3 separate regions of the Mus musculus genome follow, and all the other regions are linked to region 3. A link is a contact called in public HiChIP or PLAC-seq and promoter capture Hi-C data. All regions are on one chromosome and are shown on one strand. Each heading gives the region's core, a stretch centred on a gene start, on an enhancer-like site or on the middle of the called end of the contact. The rest is flanking DNA. Distances are from core to core; before and after follow the strand shown.

Region 1 (2,700 bases), core at 146-2,645, 200 kb before region 3:
TAGAAAGCCAACCTTTGCAGAGTGCACAAAAAGGTCACCCCAACATTTATCTAGCTCGATCATACTGGCATTCAAGATCAATCATCATAGCCACTGGCAAAATTGTTAACTAGAAGATTACAAGACCTGATTTCAAATTTGTGTATGCCTTTGCCCCTAGAATCCCAGCACCCACTACACACAAAATCCATGCTTTTTATATTCATGATTGGCGGATTCACACTATAGCAGGTTTATCTCAAAGGGTATTTTCTTTAGATCAATGATCAAAGTTACTGCTGACATTTTTTCAAAAAGGTAGCTCTTTTTTTTAAGATGTTTTAAAATCCAAACATAAACATATATTCTAACAATATCTAGCCTGGAAAAATATCATACCAGCTGTATACAATTACTGGAAATCTGTAAAGCTTTCTAATTCCACAGAAAAGAATTGAATCAATAATAGATGATGGACAGCTAATGATCAAAATAAGTAGATATGCACATACATACATACATATGCACATACATACAATTATATGCACACATATTCATATATACATGCATATACACACATACATACATATAGTCCCACATACATAGATACATACATACTCATGTACATGCATGCATACTCACATACCTACATGCATACTCATGTACATACATATATACTCACATACATACATAGATATATACATACATACATATGCACATACATAGATACATACATACATACATATGCACATACATAGATAAATACATACATAGATACATACATACATATGCACATACGTAGATGATTGACAGATGATAGCTAGGTCAGAGATAAATGATTGATAGATGGTAGATATTAAAGGAGCAATCTCAGGTATGACAGTACATTTGGTCTCAGTCTTTTCGGTCTTTGCCCAAGCTGTCTGCTGCGCTCCAATATCTTCCTGAACTTGAGATGTAATTAAATAACTATAACACTGTTAAATGAGCTTTCCAATGGAGTGAGAGATGTTTGGGACTATTCATAGATTTTTGCCTGAGGGTATAGGCGTATGTCTGAAAGGCTCCATTGTACTGACATAGGCAGGCTTCTATCTAACAAACTCCTTGTCTTGATTTCTGTATCCTTGCTCGTTCTAACACTGGGGTTCTCAGCTGCCATGAGCCACCTTGACTGTTTGGGTTTGGTTTTTGTTTTTTTTTTTTTTTCTGTTCTATTATCAGAAAAATCGAAATCACCTAACTTATAAGAGAAACTCTGGGCAGAAACAAACATAAGGCACACAGCACACGTTTATCCTGAAAAGATGATGCTTTCATCAACGACACTGCCCACATCCCCTTCTTGCTGCATGGACTATCTATCAAGCCATCTCTTGTCAAAACCAGAAGGGAAGGAAACCAGTTGCTTGGCCCTTGCTTGCTGGCTGGCTGACATTTTTCAGAAAGAAAGCATCTTAGAGCTGGGTTGGTTGGAAGAGATCAATTAACCCGTGACTGAGAATAGCATTTTAACTGACGACCACACCTGTAAACCCAGCGCTTGAGAGCCTGAGGCTAGAGCAGTTGTTCTCAATGTATATGTCCCTATTCCTTTGAGAGTCAAATAACTTTTCCCCCCACAGGGATCGCATATCAGATATACTGCATAGCAGATATTCATATTAAGATTCCTAACAGCAGCAAAATTATAGTAGTGAGGTGGCAACAAAATAATTTTATGGCTGTGGGTCACCAACACTGTGACCAAGACTTCTGTCCAGGCTTCTTAGAAGTAGATACAGATATAAGAGCAGCTTTACAGTTTACAGTGGCCTAACCACACAAATAGAGAGAAACGGGAGTTTCCAGGTGCGAAGAATTGGGGCGTATGAGGAGCCTTGTGGGGATGGAAGGCTCTGTGGGGCTATGTCATTGCCTGCGAGCACAACCAGCTTGCCCATCCCCCAGAAAGCTGCTCCCTCAAAAAACTCCATCTCCCTACAAAAATCACTGTCTCCCTCCTGGAGCCATGCTAAACAGCCAATAGAGATTCTGAGATGAAACGTCAACTATACCTCATCTTCTTAAAGACCCAGAGTCAATTTTCCACGGTGGAATTTGTAGTTCTTGAAACCTACTTAATATCAAAGAGCCTTTTCAACAAGGGGCAGACTGAAAAACAATTTGTAGCTCTGTTTGTTCTGTTTTTCTTTTTCTTCTGTCTTCCAAGAAATTAAAGCCCAAGCCCTGCCAGTCCAAAGGAAATAGCAACGTGGGCCCTAAATCTTCAGACCAACGCTTGGGAATTTGGCTCATCCAAGCCATCATAAAAAGTAACAGAAGTAGAGACTCACATCACAGGCAAGGCCTTTAGTGGTCCCACCTCTGTCTTTAAATCAGCCATAACTAGTGCTTAAGTAAGGATCTAAATGCTGAAGTTTCAAACAATGGGTTTCTTAATTTCCAGTGTGATGTGATATGAAACCTAACATTTTAAAAAGTTACCATATATTATAATATACAGCCCCAGCCCTGTGTGTGTGTGTGTGTGTGTGTGTGTGTGTGTGCTTGAGTGTGTTTAAAACATTCTTCACATTCCAGAATGCTAATTTGAGGCTAAATGGAAAAAAAGTCTCTTTAACCCCTTCTCAGTCAGAAACTCATTTGAACTTCTGTTAACCTTGACTGTAATGTTTTGATCAATTCATCAAAAATATTTAAAAATTAAAGAAGTTGGAT
Region 2 (2,700 bases), core at 42-2,541, 180 kb before region 3:
GGAGGAGGGGGAAGAGGAGGGGGAGAAGGGGATGAGGGGGATAGGGAGAGTGGGAAGAGAAGGAGGAGGATTCTTCAAAACCAAGTATATGTGAAAATTCTAGAAGGAAATCTGCTGTATGCATAGTAAAATATAAATGTTAGATAGAGCATGGTGGCTTGTGTACACCTTTAATCCCACCACATGGGAGGCAGTTGCAGGTGGGTCTCTCTGTGAATTCAAGGTCAGCCAAGCCTAGCAAGTTCCAGGCCAGCCAGGGCTTTGTAAAATGAGAGGCTGGTGTAGATGGATTTTGCTACTTTCTGGAGTTTCTTTTTTCCCCACCCTTTATCCTGCCCCCCATGTCTCACCTTAGGAGGAAATGGGAAAGAAGGGTAGGAGAGAGGGGGAGGGAGAGAGAGAGGGGAGAGGGGGAGAGACTTGAGTCTAATTGAATCTAATTCCTTTCTTCTTGTTTCTTCTTTGAGCTCAACTACTAACAAACTGAAACCAAACCCTCTGAAAGACCAACAACCATCTACCCCATGTCTTGAGGCCCTAGCGCTCATGGTCTCATTTATAGGCCCCCTGAAACCTTCCCAGAATTTCAAACATCACACAATCACAAAAACTATCTGCAGCTGGCAAAAACATGCCTCTGCTAGATCGCGAGGCACATCACCAACAGCTGCCCTCACAACCCGAAGCAGCCCCACATCCATCCCACTTGGGGTTAAAACGAAAACGTATTCTTATAATCTTTCTGTGTTTTTAAAAGAAACCAAAATTCCCTGGCTCAAAAAAATAATAAGTAAATAAATAAATTTTAGAAACTCTATAAGGTGCTTATTTTCACATTCTTTATTATTGTGTCCATTTTATAACTAAAGCAACTGAGGGTCAGGGAGGTTAAAGAGTGCCAAAGATTAGAGAGCCCAGCGATAGAGCCGGGTTGTGTGTGCACAGCCTGTGTTGGTTTTATGTAATGTGCAGCAGTACTTCAGGACAAGAGCATGGGGGTGCACGATTGCTACTCACGATGAGCAACTAGGAAGCCAGGAGCAGGGAGGAGAAAGAATAGGATTTCAGTGTCTCTGTGACCTAACTTCCTTCCACATGGCCCATGTCGTAAAATTTCTACCACCCCCAATAGCACTAAAGGCTGAGGGCATGCCTTGAACACAAAGGAGTTGGGAGTCAGTCATTCAAGATCTGAGCTGCGGCAAAAGTCTCTGTGATCTCAGGGCACTTCGTCCAAGCCACCGCACCAGTGGTTCTTAACTGTGGCAGTCATCGGAATCAGTGATTAAGAGACAGATTTCTGGGCATCATTCCACCGTTTCCAGTTCAGCGGAGCCTGGGAATGGTCCCAGTATCCATTTGTAATGAGCTGCAGAGCAACAGGTGCTGCTCGGGGGACCTGCTTGAAGAGCCACTGCAGCACAGGGCAAAATCTGACCCTGGGTAAAGGACTTGAAATAAGAATGTTTACTCTGGTGGCTGACGGCCAGTGTCTTTCAGTGATGGAAGGACCCGGAGGACATAAAAACAGGTGCTGGAATTCCAACCAGGCATGTTTGATCACAAAACATACCATCCCTCCTTAAGAACTTTATTCAGAGAGCCTCATATCATGCCATATCAAGTCCAAAAGGGAAAGGTGCCCTAATTCACGCCATTCTTGTCTTCTCTAGAAAGTCATTAATCGGTTCATGATCTAGGCACACCTGTGTACGCATGCACAAGTCCAAAAAGATGCGTGTTCCTTGGGAGTCCGTTCTCTGAATCATCATGGCACTGCCCTGTTCCAAGTTGGCTGCTGATGTTGGGCAGCGTGGGAGCAACACTAGCGACATCAAAGACCCTGTGCCACTCACCCAAGCCTGTTGCCTCTGCCTTGGTTCACGTGAGCTTGCTCTTCACCTTCTAGGGTCAAGACTGGAGCTCGTGATTTATAGCTACGGTATATTTGCTTATGCTAAAAATTATGCCAGGTCTCGGTTTAGAACGAGATTTTATGGGCCAAGCAGTAAATCCCATAAAAAAAATCAGGGTTTAAAATGGAAAATGTTATTCAGACTAATTATGAGTCGTGCCATTGGGCATTGCTGTAGCAAGCTTTATTTCAACAGTATCCTAAATGAGGCCATCAGAGGAACACGTGTGCTACAGACACAGCCCAGAGTCTTTGTCACCAAGCAGAGAAGGCCGACAGTGGTGAAGGGGTCTGACTGCCATCAACATCCCTGTGACCATTTCCTCATTAGACAGGCATACAGTGAGCCTGCTCTAGCTGCAGACAAAGGACAAAGAATAGTCATTTTTAGTGTGAAAGGGAGGAAGGGGAGAAAAAAATAGAATAAATACCTCCTGAATGGGCAAAAAGTGAGGTTGGTTAGGAAATTTTTTTTTCAAAGCCATTTTGAATAAAAATAAACTATAAATTCAATAGCTGAAAGCACTTAACATCTGGGATGCAAACTAATTAAATCCATGAAAACTGTTTCTCTCATAATGGCTACCATTGATAGAACGCTGAAGAAGGGCGATTATTTTCCTTCCACTTCATTTCAATTGAAACAATAGTTCCGCAAACAAATCCCCAAGTCCGTTCGTCTTAGTGACGGTTTCTATTACTGAGACAAAACGCCGTGACCAAAAAGCAAGTTAGGAAGTAAAGAGTTTATTTGTCTTACACTTCCAGATCATAATCCACCCCTG
Region 3 (2,700 bases), core at 104-2,603:
CCAAGGAAATGCTGAGGAGCGAAAAGGCTTGGGTCACGAGGGAGAGGGTTTCAATAGCAGCAGCCTGTGCCAGTCAGTAGCATCCAGGATGTTAACCGACTGAGGAGTAAGAGGTGAGGAAAACAGACTCTAGCTTTGGAGCTCCCTCGTTTGACTTTAGTTATCGTCACTTTACATCTTCGTAATCCATTGGCTTCATTTTTAACGAAGCTCTCTTTGCTTCGCCACCAAAGAAATGGAAAATGCTTGCTACCAGAGAAAGTCCTAAAATGGTCGGTCAGCTTTGGTTATCCTCAAAGAGATACAAATCCATCAATCAAGGTCATCCTCTCTACTCGCAACACTCAAAGCCTTCTCGTCCTGGAGGATGCTTCTTTCAGCATCTTGGAAGGTTTAGAAGACATAGGGAGGTCCACAAAGGTCCAGCTTTGTAGGGACACATGTCAAGTTGTCATTACCAGCTGCAGTGGGCTCTGCCCTCTGAGATATGGGATCATAGTGTCCATTCCACAGATCCGGGAGTAGAGAAGGTAAGAGGATAAGGTTTAAGGGGCCCTGCAAATGTCAGGGCAGAACTTTGAAACAGCCAGAGTCCCTGTTGACCGTGGGCGACTGAGCCTGACAGCCCAGCCCAGCCCAGCCCTGGGAACCGGGTACAGTGAAAACACGGAGAGTGGCTTGGTCAATGAAAAATTATCCTCATGGTGGAATGAAGGCTTTGGACCCTGCATCTAGTGCACCCTGCTAACTTGGTCCTGGCCCCAGACACCGCGGTCCTCGAGGGTCCTCAGCTGTAACCCTCAGGCTTTTTCCTTGAAACGATCACTTTGGCCTTCCTGATCTGAAATCTCACCCCTTGGCTGTGGAGCTGACTTAAGTAAGGCCAGTCTGGGGAATTACACAAAATAGGATCGAGTCCAGGTGGGTTTATCAGAGGCGAGAGCTCCGGAAGGAATTCAGAGTTTAATTAACTCGTGCCCTCTGTACACGCCCCCAAAGGAAAGGGAACCCTAATAGGGACCCCATCAAAGTGTTTGATCAGAGGAAATTGGGTTCGCCTTTTCCTCTCCTTCACCTTTCCTATCTGGCAATCAATCCATCTGGATTATTGGCTGAACCTGGGCAACAGCATTAAAAAGGGCACAGAATCGGAGGCGGGGCGGGGCGGAGACTGGCGGGCCTGCAGACCGCAGCCCGGCCGGTGCTGCCTCGCGGGAGGGATCGCGGCCCCGCACTGTGCGCGTGGGCGCGCAGAGCCGCCTGGATCCCCTGCGTCCGCGCTCCGGGATTTCGCTGGCGCCGGCGCGACGGCCGGGGGCGGGTGCTCTGCAGCGGCCGGGACTGGAGCGCGCACTCCGCCTGCAGCCGAGCAGCGGCCCGGGAGCCGCCACCACCTTGCAAGCCCCGCGCCGCCTGCGCTGACCTGGACCGCGCGGCCGCAGCGCTACGGGCCCGGCTGCGGACGCTCCCGGGGCTGCGCACGCGGGAGCGCGCCTGACGCGGAGGACCGCAGCTCTCAACGCCACCGCCGAGGACCGCGCGGCCGCCTCTCGCGCGTGGGGTGAGTGGCGAGGGGCGCCGCGGCTCGGGCCGCGTTGTCACGGCGCGGGGTGGGACGTCCGGCGGTTTGGGAGCGCGGGGACCGCACGAGAAGAGCTGCTGGGCTGTGGCTGCCTAGAGGCTGGGCACACGGCCCCCTCGTGCTGCGTGGCAGCCAGGTTCCCCCTGCGCCGAGGCCAGCTGCATGGCCCGGAGCCCGGCCACGCGAGATCGGGGAGGCGAGGGTGAGTGGCTGAGGATCGCCTGTCACCTACTGGCGTCGGCGGGGAGACTAGGCGCCTAGCGTGCCCGGGAAGGGCTGCCTGCCCTGGAGAGGCAGCCGCAGCCTGCCCTCGGTGGAGACCCCTGCTCTGCACGCAGCTCGCCCGTGGGAGAGGAGGGGAGCCGCGACGTCCTCCCTTCTGGCAGAAAAAGTTGAAGAAACTAGGTCTGTTAATAATTAGCAGGAGCGGGACTCGGGATGCAGCAGAAAGCTGTTGAGTTTTCATTGCCCTCTAAGAAAAACAAACGGCATCGCCAACGACTATTGGCAGGGCCGTGTTATTTTTGGGACTTTGGGAAAATTGTCCACAGATTGCGTTCGGGAGACTGAAGACGGGGGGTGTACCCGGGAGGTCGTGGGGACGGCTGGCACAGCTTTGAGTCCCAGCCCGCCCCTGTAGGACTCAGAGTCTTAAGCCTGACGCACTTGGTTCCTGGTTTTAAAACGTGTCAGAGGCAGAACTGCAGCCAGGATCAAGGAGAAGAACGCACCGCGAACCGGCCTAAAAGGAGCATGTGTAAAAATCGCTGGCGGAGCCCAAGTGCACTTGTGCTGTTTAAAAAAAAAAAAAAAAAAAAAAAAAAAAAAAAAAAAAAAAAAAAAAAAAAAGAATGTTGCATTTGTGGCTTTTAGGGTAGGTTTTATGAATGACAAATTATACTTGATGAAATTGTATCTCCTATCTGTCCCTGAACAGTTCTGTCTGCCGCCTGGTTTTAATCAGCGCTTTGGGAAGGCAGTGTCTGCGCTGATGTTATATAATTGACATGGTTCGCCATCAGATATTTTTAATGTACTTTCGGACGAAAGAAACTTCATCTGTCTCTTCAGACAGGCTCAAGGTGTAGACAGAGTGAGGGCTGCAAAGGTTTGCCCTC

What was found. Promoter capture Hi-C pulls out the DNA fragments that hold promoters and counts their contacts. HiChIP or PLAC-seq counts read pairs in DNA pulled down with a chosen protein or histone mark.
Region 1: a contact with region 3 is called in an H3K4me3 HiChIP or PLAC-seq map of the SCID.adh cell line, with 12 read pairs. The contact joins the enhancer-like site here to the promoter of Prickle1 in region 3. A contact is called at or near these places in 13 of 39 promoter capture datasets (the 3T3-L1 cell line, 3T3-L1-derived adipocytes, the HPC-7 cell line and 9 more), 1 of 15 datasets of contacts at CTCF or cohesin (the NIH/3T3 cell line), 2 of 484 Hi-C or Micro-C datasets (nephron progenitors and uterus), 11 of 115 datasets of contacts at active chromatin or transcription factors (the NIH/3T3 cell line, the SCID.adh cell line, SST interneurons and 7 more) and 1 of 9 other capture datasets (embryonic stem cells).
Region 2: a contact with region 3 is called in a promoter capture Hi-C map of hippocampal neurons, with 4 times the contacts expected there. The contact joins the enhancer-like site here to the promoter of Prickle1 in region 3. A contact is called at or near these places in 13 of 39 promoter capture datasets (the 3T3-L1 cell line, the HPC-7 cell line, the SN4741 cell line and 9 more), 5 of 484 Hi-C or Micro-C datasets (the HPC-7 cell line, the P5424 cell line, nephron progenitors and 1 more), 11 of 115 datasets of contacts at active chromatin or transcription factors (the NIH/3T3 cell line, the SCID.adh cell line, SST interneurons and 8 more) and 1 of 9 other capture datasets (embryonic stem cells).

The regions. Positions count from the first base shown.
Region 1 is chr15:93,791,471-93,794,170 of GRCm38.p6, reverse strand. No RefSeq gene overlaps it. Among named protein-coding and RNA genes, the nearest start is that of Gm41386, 80 kb to the right of the region's middle. Within about 2 kb of position 1,395, at least 9 of the 459 cell types and tissues checked have an H3K27ac peak or open chromatin away from gene starts, as enhancers often do. A contact at or near this core is called in the SCID.adh cell line, where this site is marked.
Region 2 is chr15:93,774,027-93,776,726 of GRCm38.p6, reverse strand. No RefSeq gene overlaps it. Among named protein-coding and RNA genes, the nearest start is that of Gm41386, 63 kb to the right of the region's middle. Within about 2 kb of position 1,291, at least 19 of the 459 cell types and tissues checked have an H3K27ac peak or open chromatin away from gene starts, as enhancers often do. A contact at or near this core is called in the P5424 cell line, hippocampal neurons, stem cell-derived neural progenitor cells and 1 more, where this site is marked.
Region 3 is chr15:93,594,555-93,597,254 of GRCm38.p6, reverse strand. It overlaps Prickle1 (prickle planar cell polarity protein 1), which reads left to right and starts at 1,353. Exons shown (of 8, transcript NM_001033217.5): 1 at 1,353-1,561.